3 separate regions of the Sus scrofa genome follow, and all the other regions are linked to region 2. Evidence: chromatin contacts called from public Hi-C and HiChIP or PLAC-seq data. All regions are on one chromosome and are shown on one strand. Each heading gives the region's core, a stretch centred on a gene start, on an enhancer-like site or on the middle of the called end of the contact. The rest is flanking DNA. Distances are from core to core; before and after follow the strand shown. Region 1 holds the start of EXOC7 (exocyst complex component 7). Region 2 holds the start of METTL23 (methyltransferase-like protein 23). Region 3 holds the start of WBP2 (WW domain-binding protein 2).

Region 1 (3,687 bases), core at 466-2,965, 520 kb after region 2:
TTGAACCAGCCTTACACACTTGAAATAAATCCCATGTAGTCATGATGTATACTTTATTTTTATACATGTTGGATTCTATTTGCTAACATTTTGAGTATTTTTGCATTTGTATTCATGAGAGATATTGGATTATAGTTTTTCTTTCTTATAATGGAACTAGGAAGTTACCAAACTAAAGAACAGTGTGTGAGGAGTTCCCATCGTGGCTCAGTGGAAACGGATCCGACTAGCATCCATGAAGACGCAAATTCAATCCCTGGCCTCGATCAGTGGGTTAAGGATCTGGCATTGCCGTGAGCTGTGGTGTAGTCGCAGATGAGGCTGGGATCCTGCGTTGCTGTGGCTGTGATGTAGGCCAGCAGCTGTAGCTCTGATTGGACCCCTAGCCTGGGAACCTCCATATGCTACAGGTGCAGGGGCCGCCCCCCCAAAAAAAAACAGGCTGTGAAGGGAGCAAGCTCTTGCTTCCTCCCTATCCCCCACCCCCCAGAAAGAGCATCCCTGAGAGTTGGGCAGTTGGGGCCTCTAGGCGACCCTCACATTTGTGCTCTGAACAAGTTTGGGAATGAAAGCCAAGCAACCGAGGCTGCAGCTGAAACACCGCTTTCTCCTTTGGCTGAAGCAGCTTGTGCTGAGTATAGTTAGGGAATCACAGCTTTTACCAAATCAGTGTCCACTGCCAACAGCATGTGCCTGACATTGGGCTGGGAATCACCGAAACTGGTCTTTTCATTCTTTTATTTATTTATTTAATTTTTCTTCTTTTGGTCTTTTTAGGGCCGCACCCACAGTATATGGAGGTTCCCAGGCTCGGGGTCGGGGACAGAGTGCTCACCCATGGCCCCAACAGCATCTGAAACCATAATCCTGACTTGTGAGCCACCCAGCCCGGCCAGGGTGTCTGCTTTGGAGAGGGCTGTGTGGTTTTACTGGCGGGGTTGGTGAGGACCAGGCTGTGGGTAGAGAACTATAAGTCTGCAAACAGTGCAAGGCGAAGCCTGAGAGATCTGAGACCTGTCTAAGGGCTTGGGGCCCAGGGTGGTGGTGTCCTTAGGGAGAGACTGAGGCATGCATGCATTCAGACACACGGGGAGCATTTCTCACGGGCCTTGGAGGAAATCAGAAAGCCTTGGTTCCTGCGGCTGCCGGAATGTCTCAACTCCTTGGCGGGGTCTCCTCTAAATACAGCTTGGGGGCGTGGCCGGGGGTGGGGTTGGGAGAGGGTAGGGGACTGGTTCAAGGTTACTGCAGGTACGTATGCTCTGGATCCACTGCAAAACCTAGTTACTTGCACACTGGGCCTGTTCCGTGAGCTTTTAGGGCCAAAGAGGGACACTACACAGGTCCTTGGTTCATTAAATGGGCACAATTGGGTATCTAGTGTGTGACAAGCTCTGTGCTGCGTTTTGTGGGAAAGGCGACATTGGTGCCTGGATTCAGACTTCGATCTGGAGAAAGGAGTTCGTCATTGATTTTGTGAAAGGCGTAAACCTTCCCCCGAAGACGGCCAAGTGAGCTGTTACTGTTCTGCCAGCGACAGGACAAAACACCACCCAAGAACCTTCTCTGATGAGAACAGCAATCCCTTCACCTAGGAGAATCCAGGCCACACCTCCCTGCCACACTCAAGATGGCCACTCCAGACCGCTGTACTGAGTTCTACGCAGGCGCACTTCCACCTGCCACTCCCAATATGGCACCACTAGCGCGCCCCGGGGCGGGGCCACGGGCGGAAGTAGGTGTGACAGGAACGGGAGCCGAGAGGGTCAGCTGGGACGAGGTACTGGGCAGTGGGAGTCGCAGAGTCGAAGCCATGATCCCCCCGCAGGAGGCGTCCGCCCGGCGGCGGGAGATCGAGGACAAGCTGAAGCAGGTGGGGCTGGCACTGGGAGGCGGGGGAGGGGAAGGGGCCGAGATCCGGGCCAGGCATCCACTCAGGGAGGCGTCAGGAGTGGGAAGGGGACACTCCCTGCCAGGAGACTGAGTAGGGGGCGAGACCACGGGAGCGGTGAGCTCCTTTAGCCTCCGGCTTCTGGTGATGTCCTCCTTTGCGCTCCCCCCAGGAGGAGGAGACGCTGTCCTTCATCCGAGACAGTCTGGAGAAGAGCGACCAGCTCACCAAGAACATGGTGAGTAACCCCTCCTCAGCTGGGGGGGCTTCCAGGCGCTGGAGGAGACCCTGCGACCCGGTCGTGCCTGGACCTAAGGGCTGGGGTTCTGGTCTGGGTAGTGACAGCCGTGACGCGTGGGTTTCTCCCGCAGCAGTGTGGCACGTCTCTTACCCCTTGTCAGCCCCTTGGCCTCAGATGCTGCAGTCCCCGCTGGCCTGGACTTTCTGATCTCTGCCTAAGTTCTCCATGCTTCCTTCTCTCCTCTGCAAACACTTAGTGAGACTGACCTAAGTGGGTTGGATGCTGGCCATGTGTCACCCTCAATTCAAGTGAGGGTAGGATGGCCAGGTTACCACTTCTTTTTTTTTTTTTTTGTCTTTTGTCTTTTTGTTTTTGTTGTTGTTGTTGTTATTGTTGCTATTTCTTGGGCCGCTCCCGCGGCATATGGAGGTTCCCAGGCTAGGGGTCCAATCGCAGCTGTAGCCACCGGCCTACGCCAGAGCCACAGCAACGCGGGATCCGAGCCGCGTCTGCAACCTACACCACAGCTCACGGCAACGCCGGATCGTTAACCCACTGAGCAAGGGCAGGGACCGAACCCGCAACCTCCTGGTTCTTAGTCGGATTCGTTAACCACTGCGCCACGACGGGAACTCCATTTTTTTTTTTTTTTAACGCAGTGAATTTTATTACGTTTATAGTTGTACAACGATCATCACAACCAAATTTTATAGCATTTCCATCCCAAACCCCCAGCCCATCCCTCCACCCCCAACCTGTCTCCTTTGGCAACCGTAAGTTTTTCCAAGTCTGCGAGTCAGCATCTGTTCTGCAAAGAAGTTCATTGTGTGCTTTTTTTAGATTCCACACATAAGTGAGAGCATTTGATGTGGGTGTCTCACTGTCTGACTCACTTCACGTAGCATGATCATTTCTAGGTCCATCCATGTTGTTGCAAATGCCGTTCTTTCTTTCCTTTTAACGGCTGAGTAATATTCCATGGTGTATATGTACCACATCTTCGTTATCCACTCCTCTGTCCATGGACATTTAGGTTGTTTCCATGTCTTGGTTATTGTGTATAGTGCTGCAGTGCACATTGGAGTACAAGTATCTTTTCGAGTCATGGTTTTCTCTGGATAGATGCCCAGGAGTGGCAGGTTACCCCTTCTGAGATTACTGACTCACCTTTCACTCCAGAGGGCTTGAGGGGTAAAATGAGCTCTGAAGTCAGATCTGGGATCTAGTCCTTGCCCCTCCACTTGTCCGCGTATAGCTTGCTGACAGGTAACTCTGATCCTCAGTTAACTTGTCAGCTGAAACAGAGATGATGCCAGCCTCCCATAGCTCTGAAGGTCACAGAAGCTAGTGCAAAGGGACGTGTCAATAAGTATGAGTTTCTTCCTTATTCCTAGAGGAGACTGGAAAAACATAGGCTGTTTAGTAACACAGTCAGCAACTGCTAGTTCTTTCTTTTTTTCTTTTTGTCTTTTCTAGGGCCGCTCCTGTGGCACATGGAGGTTCCCAGGCTAGGGGTCGAATCGGAGCTGCAGCTGCTGGCCTACCCACAGCCACA
Region 2 (3,535 bases), core at 539-3,038:
ATCTGTGCTTCCGTTTCCTAAACTGCAGAATGCTACCTTAGAGGGGCTAGGAAGATTCAAGGCAAACTAAGGACAGTGCAGGGCACAAAGTATGCAGTTAGCAATTGTTAAAGTGCAAGTCTTTGTTCTCAAGAGCAAAGGGTGCCCCTAGTGGGATGGTAGGAACCTGGCGGAAGAGGTAAAAATATCAAAGGTTCCCTGGTGGTGCAGCAGGTTAAGGATCCTGCGTTGTCACTGCTGTGAGCGTTTCATCCCAGGTCTGGGAGCTTCCCCATGCTGCGGGCGGGGGCAGGGAGGAAAAAAAAAGGTAAGGAGTCCCCCGAGTTCCCGTTGCGGTGCAGCAGAAACGAATCTGACTAGGAACCATGTGAGGGTTGGATCCCTGGCCCTGCTCAGTGGGTTAAGGATCCAGCGTTTCCATGAGCTGTGGTGTAGGTCGCAGATGCGGCTTGGATCCGGTGTTGCTGTGGCATAGGCCAGCAGCTCTAGCTCTGATTAGACCCCTAACCTGAGAATCCTCCATAGCTGCGAGTGCGGCCCTAAAAAGCAAAAAAAAAAAAAAAAAAAAACAACCCTGAAGTTCTGAACCTAATCATTCAGTACACTCAACAAAAACATTAGTGCCTACAATAGGTTAGGCTGATTAAAACACAAAACTACCTGCCCTGGTGGATTTTACCCAGAACTACAATGAAGAATTTCCTCCCTGAAAAATTAGTTATGCAGATTCGGGTGTGAGAAAGGGGGGCTTCGGTTCTCAAAGGGTGTCTCCCCACCCACTTCCTAAATTTGGGAAGAAATCCAAAGGGGTATTTCAACGTGATTTAGAACTTGCCAGAAATGGGTTTCCACCCCAGCCTTCAACTCCTCTTACGCTGTTTCTCATACTTAAAACTGTTAGTGCCAATAACTACCACACAGGCTGCAACTTCAAAGTGCCTTGAAAAACTGAACCTATATAAGGTGTTAACTGCTATTGGGAGTGCGGGCAACCACGAACTGAAAGGGAGCAATGCCAAGGCGAGCAACTTTGGGTAGTGAGGGTTGGAGCTCCGTCCCCCGACCCCCGTCCCAGATAAAGCTGAATTAAGAAGCCCTTCAACAAGATCAAAGGTGTGAAGAATGCCTCTTTTCTGGCAAGAAATTATCAGTACGGAGAGGCCCCCTTCCTGGCAGGACCTCCAAGGTTCTTAGTGAAAGGTATTTAACCTGACAAACGGCTTCAGATCAAATCTCTCGGCTCCGCGATCCACCCACCCTAAGGCGGGAAGCCGCGGACTCCCTCCCTGTGCCCCTCCCTACTGAACCGCCTTTCCCTAAAGGCGCCAGAGTTAAGGACCGAACGCGCTTCCCAGCTGGTGCCTTTGCACACACCTGCGGGACGTGGACCTCCAGCACTGCCCCCTCGGCTCCCAGGCTCGGCTCCTCCGAGAACCGAAAGCGCTGAGCCCGGACCACATGCCCTCGGAAGCCACACTCTCCGGGAGTGGAGTCGGTGGCCCCCGGGTGGGCCGGGAGCAGGGGAGGGCGCAGGGCTTGCCAGGCTTCCAGGCTGCGCACGTGGGGGTCCCCCCGGCCTGCCTGAGGTTGCCGCCTTGGCGCCACCTCAGGTCGCTAGTACCCGACCGCAAAGAGGGGGGAGCACCCCTCGGACGACAAAGTAACCACGCGGCTAGAACAGACCGGCAGCCAGGAAAATGAGACACGGAACAGGTGCTTGGAGCAGCAGACCGGCCGGAAGCTGGCCAGGAGAAGGCAGAGCTGCCGGAAGTGACGCAAGCCGGAAGAGGGGAGGCGGGGCCGCAGCGAGGAGGAGCTCGGCCGGCCCGACCTTCCCAACATGGCGGAGACCCGGTGCGTGTGAGGGCGGACCGCGGAGGCGCCGAGGCCAATGGCTTATCGCGAAAGACTGGGGGGCGGGGAAGACGGCAGCCGCAGGCCCAACCCGAGGCTCGGGAGGTGGTTGGGGAGTGAATCTTCTGGAAGGCGGCTTTAAAGGCGCCGGGCCCGAGCGAAGGGCATTTTGGTACTGCCGTCGCCGGGGCCGGGGAGGGGGCGCGTTGGTGGCAGGAAGCGGGCTGCGCCGAGGTCGTCGCGGAACCAGCTGGTGACCCTCGCAGGATGAACCACAAGAGCAAGAAGCGGATCCGCGAGGCCAAGCGGAGTGCGCGGCCGGAGCTGAAGGACTCGCTGGACTGGACTCGGCATAACTACTACGAAAGCTTCCCGCTGAACCCAGCGGCCGTGGCGGTGAGCCGGTTGTGATCGCGGGCTAGGGGCGCGGTGGAGGGCACGGGCATCCCCGGGGCTGGGGTCCGCCCGCGCCGAGCACGGCACCCGGAGTTCCGAGGGGCTCGCCCGCACCCCGCGGGGGTCGGGGTCATCGGGCCCGGATTCCAGGGCGGGCCTCCTTCCTCCGCGCTGCAGCCGCGCCTGCCTGGGCAACTGGAGACCCACGCTATCGACGCCTCCACGAGGCCTGTCACTCTTTGGGCGACGGGCCCTAGGGGACGTGGCTGTCAAAGGCCATGGGTGGGAGATACGAAGCCCCCCTTTCCTTGGTGGGTGGCGCTGGGTGCGATGCGCCCCAGCGCAAGTAGGTCTTTTTTCTTCCCGAAGAGGAGCCAGAAACAAGAATCTGGCTCCTTAGGTATGTGATTGCTCGTTGGCCTTGGGGGACACCCTAACTGCTGCAGGACTTTTTTTTTTTTAACTCGATAGGTCTTTTCTGATTCCCTCAGGACAATGTGGAACGGGCAGACGCCTTACAGCTGTCGGTGGAAGAGTTCGTGGAGCGATATGAAAGACCTTATAAGCCCGTGGTTCTGCTGAATGCCCAAGAGGGCTGGTCGGCGCAGGAGAAGTGGACTTTGGAGCGCCTCAAGAGGAAATACCGGAACCAGAAGTTCAAGTGCGGTGAGGATAATGATGGCTACTCGGTGAAGATGAAGATGAAATACTACATCGAGTACATGGAGAGCACGAGAGATGACAGTCCCCTTTACATCTTTGACAGCAGCTACGGGGAGCACCCCAAAAGAAGGAAACTTCTGGAAGACTACACGGTGCCCAAGTTTTTCACCGATGACCTCTTCCAGTATGCGGGGGAGAAGCGCAGGCCCCCTTACAGGTAAACTACGGGCACGACTGGCAGTGATGTGCTTACAGTCTTGTCTACAGCAGCAGGCTGCAGCTGAGCTCACTCTGCTAACCTCTTTCCGAAAGAGTGGGTGCTTCTCCCTTGGCTGCACGTGGAACTTTCCTACTGCCGGAGCCTGATTTGGTCTGGGGTGCTGCCGGCGGGGGCATCATGATTTCTGAAAGCTCCGGGGTGCTTCAAATGGGCAACCACAGTTGAACCAGTGATCTGTGAAGTCCAGAAGGAAGCCACTTCAGGGACTTTCCTTTTTCTGTTAGGGGTCAGTCCATGCAGAGTTCCCTCAGAACTTCTGTGTACCAGAACTTGTGGTAGTCTTTGGGGGTTTTTTTGGTTTTGGTTTTGGTTTTTCAGTTTGTTTGGTTTTTGTTTTTTTGG
Region 3 (3,568 bases), core at 719-3,218, 760 kb after region 2:
CATAGCATCCTACCCCGCAGCTCACAGCAACTTCAGATCCTTAACCACTGAGCGAGGCCAGGGATCGAACCTCATGGTTCCTAGTCGGATTCATTAACCACTGCGCCATGACGGGAACTCCGTTTAGCACTCTTTCCATATCAGCACAGAGAATTTGACCTCATTCTTTCTTTTTTGGCCCTACCCAGTGGCATGGAGAAGCTCCTGGGGCAAGGATCAAACCTGCACCACAGGGGAGTGCCCATCGTGGTTCAGTGGTTAAGGACTCCGTCTAGGAACCATGAGGTTGCAGGTTCCATCCCTGGCCTCGCTCACGGGTTCAGAATCTGGCGTTGCCGTGAGCTGTGAGGTAGGCCGGCTTCACCCCTAGCCTGGAACCTCCATGTGCCATGGGTGTGGCCCTAGGAAAAAAATAAAAGACAAACTTGTGGCACAGCAGTGACAATGTCTGATCCTCAGTCTGCTGCACCACCAGGGAACTCCTGACTTCATTCTTTCCACCACTGCTAAGATTGCATGTAGAGAAATTAACCTAACCTTTCAGGGCAGATTTTATCATGTCCATGATGCACTTCTTCCTTGCACGTATTCTGCAAGGTCCAACTTGGTTTTGCACAAGACCTCCAGGGGCTGGTCCCTGTTTCATAATATTTTCTAGTTTTTCATCCTTCACCTAGGGAATCTGACTCAAAAGGAAAATTAGGCAGGTGGATCCCACCGTGGGACACTATCTGTCAGGAAATCAGCTGTCTGCTTAAAATCCAACTCTGATCACTTAAGATTAAAGATGCACCAGCACTGCCAGGTGGGACACCCCCCTCCCACATTTCCCACAAAGATTCACCTCAGAGGTGGGGGAGTTTACACAACCACAGGGGCTCCCCCCCCGCCCCCCCCGAGGGGGTAGTAGTGCTGGGTCACGATGATCAGCCCTATTTTGTAAGCTCCCCGTCTTGCATTGTGCCCAGATCCATTCAGTTACTTGAATTCTGGTTTAAATCTTCTGGCCTGGAAAATGCTGGGGAGCCCAATTGCAAAGCCTGAACATTCTAGAGGGAGCAGCGCCACGCGAGGCCAGCTGTGGTGGAGGCGGCGGTGAGGTGTGGCCGCTGGACCCAGGTTCCTCTCCCAGCGCGGTGAGTCTCACCGCCCACCTCGGAGGGTGTGGCTTTGATTTCCTGGAAGAGAAGGCAGTTTTTCCGGATTCCCTTCTGCCAGTCAGCCAGCCCATCACATCCTGGAACAAAGACTGGGTCCTGCACTCATCTATATATCTCAGCGGTTACTTAAGTGGGTTGGGCTGCGGGGGAAGGAGGGACAAAGTCATGTAGAAAGCGTTCCCTAAACGTTTGTGGGGAGTCCCATCATGCCTCAGTGGTTGACAAGCCGAACTAGTGTCCATGAAGAGGCAGGTTCGATCCCCTGCCTCGCTCAGTGGTGGGGCTCTGTTGTTGCTGTGAGCTGTGGCGTAGGCCATCAGCTACAGCTCCACTTGGACCCCTAGCCTGGGAACCTCCATATGCCGCAGGTGCGGCCCTAAAAAATAAAAATAAGAAAATAAACATTCGTGGGCTGAAAGAAGGTGCCCCAGTAAACGGTCACCGCTGCACACAGCAGCCTTCACGTCCAGGGCCTTTATGACTAACTCCTCTGTGACTCGCGCAACTGTTTATTTCAGTCCTTTGGTCGACTGGGTGGAAGAGGGTGGGAAGTGCGCAAGCTGATGAGTTATGCAATTAGTGGAGTCAATCCACGCCTAGAGTCTGTGAGACTACAAGTTCCAGCATGCGTCCGTCCACTAGCCTAGGGAGAGGTCGAGGTGGGCGAGCAGTGCTTCTGGGAATTGTAGTCTCGAACTTGTTTGTGATGCAGGCGAAACTAGCGGGGAGGGGAGCGGGAGTAAACTATTAGCACGTGATGGCCGGATCAGGTGGTAGGGCCAACCTCCGCGCAAGAGCTGTGATTGGCTGACTCTAATACGAACGACGCCACTAGGGGCGGGGCCAAAGAAGGGCGCAAGCGCACTGCGTTTCGAGTCGAGTCTCGGGACCCTTTTCCGAGAGACCATGGCGCTCAACAAGAATCACTCGGAGGGCGGCGGAGTGATCGTCAACAACACCGAGAGGTGAAAACACTGCGCAAGGACCCTGGAGAACCGCAGGGCGGTTGTGGAGGGTGTAGGCGCTGGGCGGTCGACGGTGGGAAGTAAACCCGTGAAGACGGGACCTGACGGGGGGATGGGGGGTAACGGCTGGGGGCGGGGTGGAGGAAGGTGGGTGGGTCGTGAGGGAGCCGCCGGGGGTGTAGCGATCAGCTGTGGGTGAGGGTGGGGCGGCTGGACGGGGACCGGGTACGGAGAGACACATGGGGCCTGCGGGTAGTTCTTGAGCCCTTTTCCCAGAGTAGGTGACTTTAGAAATGGGGAGAGCCTTTGGCAAAAAATAATTACCATTTCGTGGGTATTTACTATGCTACTATGAGTCAGAGATGGCGCCTCTTTTACCTGCTTAAGTACATGAGCCCTGTTCGGCAGATGCTATTACTCTACGCATTTACATGCCGAGATAGTGAGGCACGGAGAGGTTAAGTAACTTGCCTGAAATCACAGAGCTGAAAGTACCAGGAGAGGAGTCTGATTCCAGAGTCAGTAGGCTTAACTGTCAGTATGTAGCCTTCCGGTATATTCCGGAACTGCTCAGTTTCCAGATAGGAAACCGAGGCCCAGAAGTGAAATTACGTAATTAATATTTGTCATATGTCGAAAACATTTTCTGTAAAGCTCTGTCTTTGCAGACAGACAGACAGGTTACTGATTTCCTGTTGGCTTGGATCACTCCCAGAGAGAGGTCTTCCACATCAAGGTTCTTCCTATCCATCCGCAGTCAGTTTTCTCTCTCCTTGGACGGCATTGAGAATGAGACCAGCCAGCTCTGGTTGAGCTAGGCTGACCCTAAAGCGCCTCTTGAAGGAGCAGAGGAATCTGAGCCCCCAGACGAGGTTTGGTGGGACCAGAGCCTATAGCTGGCTAAGGCAGTACCCAACCCAGAGCTGTCGCCTTGGAAAGCTTGATGAGTCAGAGGAGGTTCCTAGGGAGCCCCAGACCTCAGAATACTGACTTTTCCTCCATCTCACCTGCCCAGGGTCTGCCAGGTCCGACTCTTCCTGGCAATGACCTCTTTTCTCTGAGCTCTGCTGCTCTTTTCTGGTTCCAGTCCTTTTCCCCACTCACCTCTCCCCTGTGAAGGAAGCTGTGTCATCTGGGAGGGGAACGAAGACACACGGAGCCGTATGAACTTGAACCTCATTGTCTTGAAATCAGAGAAACCGCACATTGCTCCTGGTGTGTAGCCTCTCTGTGTGTGAGCCAGTCCCAGGCCTGGACAAACCCTTTTCATGCTCCTTGGGAACCTATCCCGGGACTGTTTCTTTCCCTCTCAGTGACACTTTTCTGGGACAATGTATTTATCCCGCTGGGCCTCCTCCCTGGCATAGGACTCAGTGCTGCTAAATAATGGTGTGCCTTGTTTTAGAGGATGCTTCATTTCCCAGAAAAAAGAAAAAGGAATTG

The links. A called contact is a pair of places that touch in the nucleus more often than the background predicts. HiChIP or PLAC-seq counts read pairs in DNA pulled down with a chosen protein or histone mark.
Region 1: a Hi-C map of liver shows a contact between it and region 2, with 7 times the contacts expected there. The contact joins the promoter of EXOC7 here to the promoter of METTL23 in region 2. A contact is called at or near these places in 1 of 47 Hi-C or Micro-C datasets (liver) and 1 of 2 datasets of contacts at active chromatin or transcription factors (alveolar macrophages).
Region 3: an H3K27ac HiChIP or PLAC-seq map of alveolar macrophages shows a contact between it and region 2. The contact joins the promoter of WBP2 here to the promoter of METTL23 in region 2. A contact is called at or near these places in 1 of 5 promoter capture datasets (fetal liver) and 1 of 2 datasets of contacts at active chromatin or transcription factors (alveolar macrophages).

The regions. Positions count from the first base shown.
Region 1 is chr12:5,329,780-5,333,466 of Sscrofa11.1, forward strand. EXOC7 (exocyst complex component 7) reads left to right here and starts at 1,716. Exons shown (of 20, transcript XM_003357964.4): 1 at 1,716-1,873; 2 at 2,064-2,129. The coding sequence starts at 1,814.
Region 2 is chr12:4,807,160-4,810,694 of Sscrofa11.1, forward strand. METTL23 (methyltransferase-like protein 23) reads right to left here and starts at 1,789. Exons shown (of 5, transcript XM_003482946.4): 1 at 1,684-1,789. It overlaps JMJD6 (bifunctional arginine demethylase and lysyl-hydroxylase JMJD6), which reads left to right and starts at 1,855. Exons shown (of 8, transcript XM_021066561.1): 1 at 1,855-2,250; 2 at 2,742-3,130. The coding sequence starts at 2,122.
Region 3 is chr12:5,563,144-5,566,711 of Sscrofa11.1, forward strand. WBP2 (WW domain-binding protein 2) reads left to right here and starts at 1,969. Exons shown (of 9, transcript XM_003131191.5): 1 at 1,969-2,125. The coding sequence starts at 2,067.